Regions from separate parts of the Gossypium hirsutum genome. Here region 1 is linked to region 2. Evidence: chromatin contacts called from public Hi-C data. All regions are on one chromosome and are shown on one strand. Each heading gives the region's core, a stretch centred on a gene start, on an enhancer-like site or on the middle of the called end of the contact. The rest is flanking DNA. Distances are from core to core; before and after follow the strand shown.

The links. Hi-C and Micro-C count contacts between places; a contact is called where the count stands out from the background.
Region 1: a contact with region 2 is called in a Hi-C map of leaf, with 4 times the contacts expected there. The contact joins the promoter of LOC121228175 here to the promoter of LOC107916977 in region 2. A contact is called at or near these places in 8 of 34 Hi-C or Micro-C datasets (hypocotyl and leaf).

The regions. Positions count from the first base shown.
Region 1 is chrA01:33,348,106-33,351,214 of Gossypium_hirsutum_v2.1, forward strand. It overlaps LOC121228175, which reads left to right and starts at 1,289. Exons shown (of 2, transcript XM_041111429.1): 1 at 1,289-1,405. It overlaps LOC107917116 (a long non-coding RNA gene), which reads right to left. Exons shown (of 2, transcript XR_005925708.1): 1 at 3,103-3,109; 2 at 1,831-2,581.
Region 2 is chrA01:33,063,628-33,066,971 of Gossypium_hirsutum_v2.1, forward strand. It overlaps LOC107916977, which reads right to left and starts at 1,537. Exons shown (of 3, transcript XM_016846364.2): 1 at 1,175-1,537; 2 at 628-1,032; 3 at 98-548. The coding sequence starts at 1,222. The coding sequence ends at 348. It overlaps TRNAA-AGC (transfer RNA alanine (anticodon AGC)), which reads right to left and starts at 1,459; the gene lies at 1,387-1,459.

The DNA.
Region 1 (3,109 bases), core at 39-2,538, 280 kb after region 2:
TTTCTCGAATTTCATAGATCAAAATCGTTATTTTAGTAAATCAAAATATTTTATTAAAACGACCAAATTACTAGGTGATCCGACCACACCTCAAAAAAAAATCGGTGGCAACTCCTATTTTCGTTTTTAAGTATTAAAGTTGACCCCTTTTAAAAAAATGGTTTTCATAAACACTTTTCAAAGTAATAAAAATAATTATTATATTGATTTATCCAAAGTAGGTGGCCTAAGCCTCTAGGCTAATACATTGCTTTTGAAATACAAAATAAACTAGTTTATTTTAAAAAAAAACCTTAATTATCTAAGATAAATAGTTTAAATTTTAAAAAAAAACTTATTTATCTAAGATACAACCTAAAAAACTAATTTAAATTCAAAATATTTATTTATCTAAGATAAATAAATAAAATAGTTAAAAAAAAGAGACTATTACACACAAAAAATATTTGTCTAATTATTACAAATAGTGTCCAAAACTCAAATATACTTGGATCTCATGTAAAATGTCGTTCCTATCCATACTTGTATCGTTATCCATACTTGTATCGTTCTCCCCTTATTCAAAAAGATTTGTTCTTGAATCTTAGACTTGCTTTAACAAGCAAATTTTTTGTTGTAGGTGGAGTAATGTAATTGAGTTATCCACCATAGATCTTGAATTAAAAAAACATCATTGGACAAATATGAATTATGGTTAGAGAATTCTTATAAACAAAGCTCTAGTCATTTACTTTCTTCTTCATCACGAAATACATGTTCGCTACCATAAATTTTACAAATCTCTTCTTTAACACAATGTCTCTTTAGTAACTTCAACATTAAATTTGGAACAAGATGTTATCTCAACCCTTGTTTGAACAATTACATTTTAGGTCTTTTTCACCACAATATCCACATTTTAGAAATTGCTTATGAAGAACTCATGGAAAAGGCTTCTATCAACTTTTGGTAATTATCCACGTATATCTTCTTTTGTTGGTTAAGAGATTTAGGGCTCTTTTGGTTTGGCTTTTAACGTCAGTGAGGTGCAGTTGGGGTAGCAACCTCACTGATATATTATTTGGTTCAGCAACACAGTGCAGTGAAAGTTGATTTCAACCACACCGCTATGCGGAAAAGGAGCTGGAGGTTTCAGCAGCAATTGAAGGCAGTGGTGTAGTAGGTATTTTTAACATATAAAAATACCCTTGCTTTTATTTATTATTTTACCATTTTATCCTTAAAAGTTAAACTAATTTCTTTCCCAACCTTATTTTTTTTTCAGATTTGGGAAGAAAACAGTCGTTTTGTTTTTTCATATTTGATAACTGAAACAGTGATTGAACCTGGTTTCTCCCCTCTTTTTTGCTTTGTTCTTGGTTGTGGCTACTACAAAACTGAAGTAAGCAAGATCAAGTGTTTCCAGGTATGCCCACTTTCTTCTCTCTTTTTTTCTTGTCTGAATATAAACTGTGTTGAGTTTGCTCAAAATGAGCTACAATGTCATATCTTGTTATTGCTTGTAACTAGTAGCTTGGATCTTCACAATTTTGGGGTTTCCTGAAATCCACGACTTTTTTGGGGTATTATTTGAATAAGACTCTGTTAAAAGTTGAGAAGTTTCAAAAAAATGGGTAAATTGCATGTAATTTGTTCATCTTTGGGAAGTTTTACAGATTTTTGTAAAGATTTTGTGATTTCTAAGTTTCTGTTGAAAGTTGGATAAGGTTAGCCATTTCAATTTGCTTTTGGTTATTGGATGATAGGAAAGGCTAACTTTGGTAGGGTTGACTCATTTTAGTTTTAACCAGAGTGACCATAAATGTTGGGAAATAATGCAAAATTTAGTTCTTGAAAGGAACAAAGAATAATGTACTAATTTATAAACCACCAGCATTGGAGCCTATGGGAAAAAAACAGCAAAGAGATTGAAACAAAATCAATCTAAACCCATTTGTGAAACAAAGAATCTATGGAAAATAACAAAAAGAAAAGCAGAACAAGTAAAAAGAAAAAGAGAACATACCCGTTTTTCTTGCATGGTTTTCTGATATGAGTAGACTATGAACTAATGTATTAGATAATACTTGATGCTTTAAAACCATGATTATAATTCCTACAAACCCTGAAAAAATAACTGTTGACCCAGAAATACCAAAAAAGAACCATAGGGTGGTCCAACTGACCAGTTTCCCATTTGCCATGGAGAGGATTTTAGGGATTAAGGTGTCGACGATGATAATCCCGTAGGTTTGGAGGATAGATTACCTTGTCTTTAAAACCCCTTGAAATTTACCAAACCGAACATACCAAGGTGATGTTTTACAGGTCCCATCAGGTTGTTCAACTATAATTATATCAGCAGCACCACCAAAGGGATGAAATGGACCAGACACAGTATAAACGCCACGAGACATATAGCTACCTAGTCTCCCCACAGCATACATCCTCTTCCCTTTGAAAATTCTAAAGACACACCCAGATCTTCAGTTGAAAATTCAACCATAATTTAAAATCCCAATCCCAAAAGATTGCCTTTTTGTCAATTGGGATTCTTCAAATCTCACTCCAAAAAGTATAGAACTTACAATTCTGCAAATACCTAGATTATAAAACTCAAAACCAATAAATAATTCAAGAACACGATCAATTAAAAAAATGCTTTTTCTTAGCTAAAGAAAAAATAACGCACCAGTTAGAAAGTTACAAAACTGATGAACAGAGCAATAGTGAGACAATAACGTATAAATTTGGGAATTGTTCAACGCTCAGTGAACTCCACAAAAAAGAAACAAGAAAAACATGAATCAAAGCAAACCAAACAAGATTAATAAAAAAAACAGCTGAGAAACTCTGGGTTTTTTTTCTATTTTATAGTATATTTCTCAATTGTAAATTCAAAAAGAAAAAAGAAAAAAAGGGATTTGAATACTTGATTGAACCAATCAAAATAAAAATAAATAAATGGGGAAAAAAGAGGGCAGTTGATAGAATTAAAGCATATTCGTTCTTTTGATCATTAGAATGTATCCAGAAAGAAACAAATTATATCATTAAAAACCCAACAAATAAAAATTTTTAGAAAAATATATATAACAAAAAATTAAAGAAAACGAAATGAACCTGGGAA
Region 2 (3,344 bases), core at 287-2,786:
TTTCACTCTATAAAAATGCAAGAGACAACAGAAAACAGTACGAAACTTGAAACTTAATAAAATACGACTCAAACAATACATAAACGAATAAATGGCGTTGGCAGAGCTGAAATGTGTTTGATAAAATTTATCATAAATATGCTTAAAAACGTATGAGATGGCACTGCTAACCAATTTCTTACCCATCTACGTTACAGCATACTAAGAATATTTGAATCCGTAACAAGGTGAACAGATTTCATCTACTAATTCCTTTGCTCAATTAACTGCTAATGTGTGAGTGACATGAGTTTACAGAGATATAATCAAGCAACATCACCCCCGAATAAAGTCAACTTTCTGCTGATTTAAGGTGTTGATCCATCTTCCATGGATCCATTTTCTGCCAGCAAACTTCTCCATTGCCACAGAACTTGCATCAACCCACCATTCGCAACATGCAAAAGGAACACCCTTGTTCCTATTCCAAACCATGTGCACACCAACTTGATAACAACAAACAACCCACCCATCCATAACACCTGCCATTTCATTTCCAATTCCTTCCCCTGTTCAAACATAAAAAAGCCTCAAAATTTACAACACACCCACAAGCACAAACTAGTTAAAGAACAGAGTATATATTACCTCGGAGCTTCGAAATGCTTCTTGGGATGTCTGTTTTAGGAAATCAGACATCAACACTCCCACAATTAGACCAAAGGGTATCATCAATTCTTGGTTTCTAGATATAGCATTTATGAAATCCGACAGACAGCTGGATACAAGAACTGTAACAATAGACAACTTCAATGCCTTGTTTCCCGCAACAAGTAGTTTGTCCAGCAGCAAATTCTCAGCTTCTTTCCAAGGAAATGCTTTTACAGAGTCGGGGCTGTTCTCCCGTAGTCTCTCCTTGATGGTATTGAGTTGTTCCTTCATCTTATTTGGTTCCCAAAACTGCGCCATTGTTACTTTCAAGTGACATTTTGGAGAGAGTCGATGAAAATTATGGAGCTGAGAACAGCAAGGCTGGTGTTCATATTGCTTAACCTGTATGAAGATTCCAATGATTAAGAAGCTTCGATCAAAGAAACAAGAATAGCCATTGAGTTAATTCCGAGTTTTATTTACGTATCTGAAGTTAACTTCAATTACAGAAAAGCAGAGACAATAAGTTGGAAGGAAGGAGTACCTTGATATTTAGAGATGAAGGCAATAGGGAGGAAGTCAAAAGCGCCATCGTTAAAGGAACCACCAGACAGAGGTTTGTTTTGTGTACAGCCTAGGGTTTAGCTTAGCTTAGAAGAGACGACGATTGATTGAAGGGATGGGTTTTTGATCCTCATGGGCTGAATCCCTCTGAACCCAGAAATCTCTGGATCTAATTGTAAAAAATATTAAAAATGGAGATGCGGGGTATCGATCTCCGTACCTCTCGCATGCTAAGCGAGCGCTCTACCACCTGAGCTACATCCCCTCCCATTCAAAGAAACTCAGTATAGTTTCTAAAATTTGTTTTGGTATCTTTGGAAATTGCTTTCATCGAATTTCATGTGCACCATATCATGCTTTTAGTTTGAAGATATTAAGGCAAATATTAACCATCGTAAATGTATTCATGAAATAAGAGTCGGATTGTATTTTAATTCTTTTATTTAAAAAATAAGTAAATTATTTTTTTATATTAATTCAAAAAGTAAATTGATCATTTTTGCTAAAAATTCTATCTATTTGTACTATTAAATAACTATAATAAGACAGTAATATATGACATATGATGTATACACCATAATGACATACATAGACTAATTTTTAACTATAAAAATAGATGAAGTTTTTAATAGAATGATCGATTTATTTTTCATTAATTTACTTTATTTTTTAGTAAAAAGTTCAAAATATAATCAAAATAGTAGGAGCTTCCATGGTACATGATACTTTTAAGAGATAGAGTGAAGTCTCTGACATGATAATCTGCAATATGTAAATAAGGACATATAAGCTTCAGGTTCATATTTTATGTGCATAAAAAACCAGCTTGACCTATGATATAATAATACCTAACACCAAAAGGTTTTATAAATACAACGTCTGTTATTCAAAGAGCTAAACATAATATCATAAAACAGTACTTTTGAGCTACAAAAAGTAGCCCATCACACAAGTTTTCAAACCAGAATTATAATAACTTATCATTCACAAAACTGACCATCACAAACCCACTGCCTTCATCAGCATCGCTTCTTATAACAAGCCGTTGGTGTAAGAGGCCCAATTGCTCCGACCTTGGACATTTTTGCTTTCCGAATACAGCAATAAGGAATTCAGTGTCTTCATATATAGTTCCAAGTTTTCTTTAATCAGCAAGAAATCCACTGCATCCTCCTTGTACTCAAAACATAAGCCCAATTTGTAAAAGTTTGCTTAACCTGTCTATAACATCGGCTTGTCCTGGAGATGACATTCTTTCCGCAATTTCCTTAGTAAAAGAAGAAATGAACTTGATGTTGGTTTTTCGATCCTCGAAGCCTGATCTATCCAGAATAAGTTTTTGAGAATTTTGATCCCAGAGAACCATCTTTTTCTTTACTACTTCCAGTGTTCGACTTTTTCGACAAAGAAGAAGTTGGTAATTGACTTGAATCGATTTATTTGTCTCGAATACGGAGAGGTCTAGTAGAGACTTAGCAGCATTTTGTCTTTCTTTGGCTTTCATGTTCATCATTGGACCAGCATGAAAGGCCAATATAATTTTAATCAGACCCTTCTCAAACAATCCATTTTTAGTATCAACAAGCATCTTTGATAGATGTGTTAAATATGACTCTTATTTTTAGTCAAATTTGAAAAATAATCTTTCAGTTAAACTCTGTTTACTTGTTTTAATCAAATAATGATTAGTTTAGATTATTTTATTATTATTTGAGCTATGAATTTAGCTTATAAATAGGCTCTTTTATAACTTTAGAAATAGACACCCATTAGATATTAGAACTCATAACACAATTAGAGAATTTTGTGTTTACGTTTTGAGGGTTCTTTATTTTCGGGTTTTCGGGGTTTAGTCTTTATCTCCATCTTTTGTACTATTCGTTCTTTTGCTATTATAGTAAAATTATCTTTGCCCGTGGTTTTTTATCCTCTTTGTAGGGGTTTTTTCACGTTAAATTTGTGTGTTTAATTTCTCAATTTATTCCGCTATTTTTTTCTAGTTCATTGCTTAATAGGGTCGATCCTAATAAGTGGTATCAGAGCTAATTAAATTTTCATAGATTAGCTCATTTAGAGAAGGCAACAACAAGGTTTAAAATTGAGAAGTTCAATGGTGAGACAAATTTTAATCTGTGGCAAGTTTGGATAAT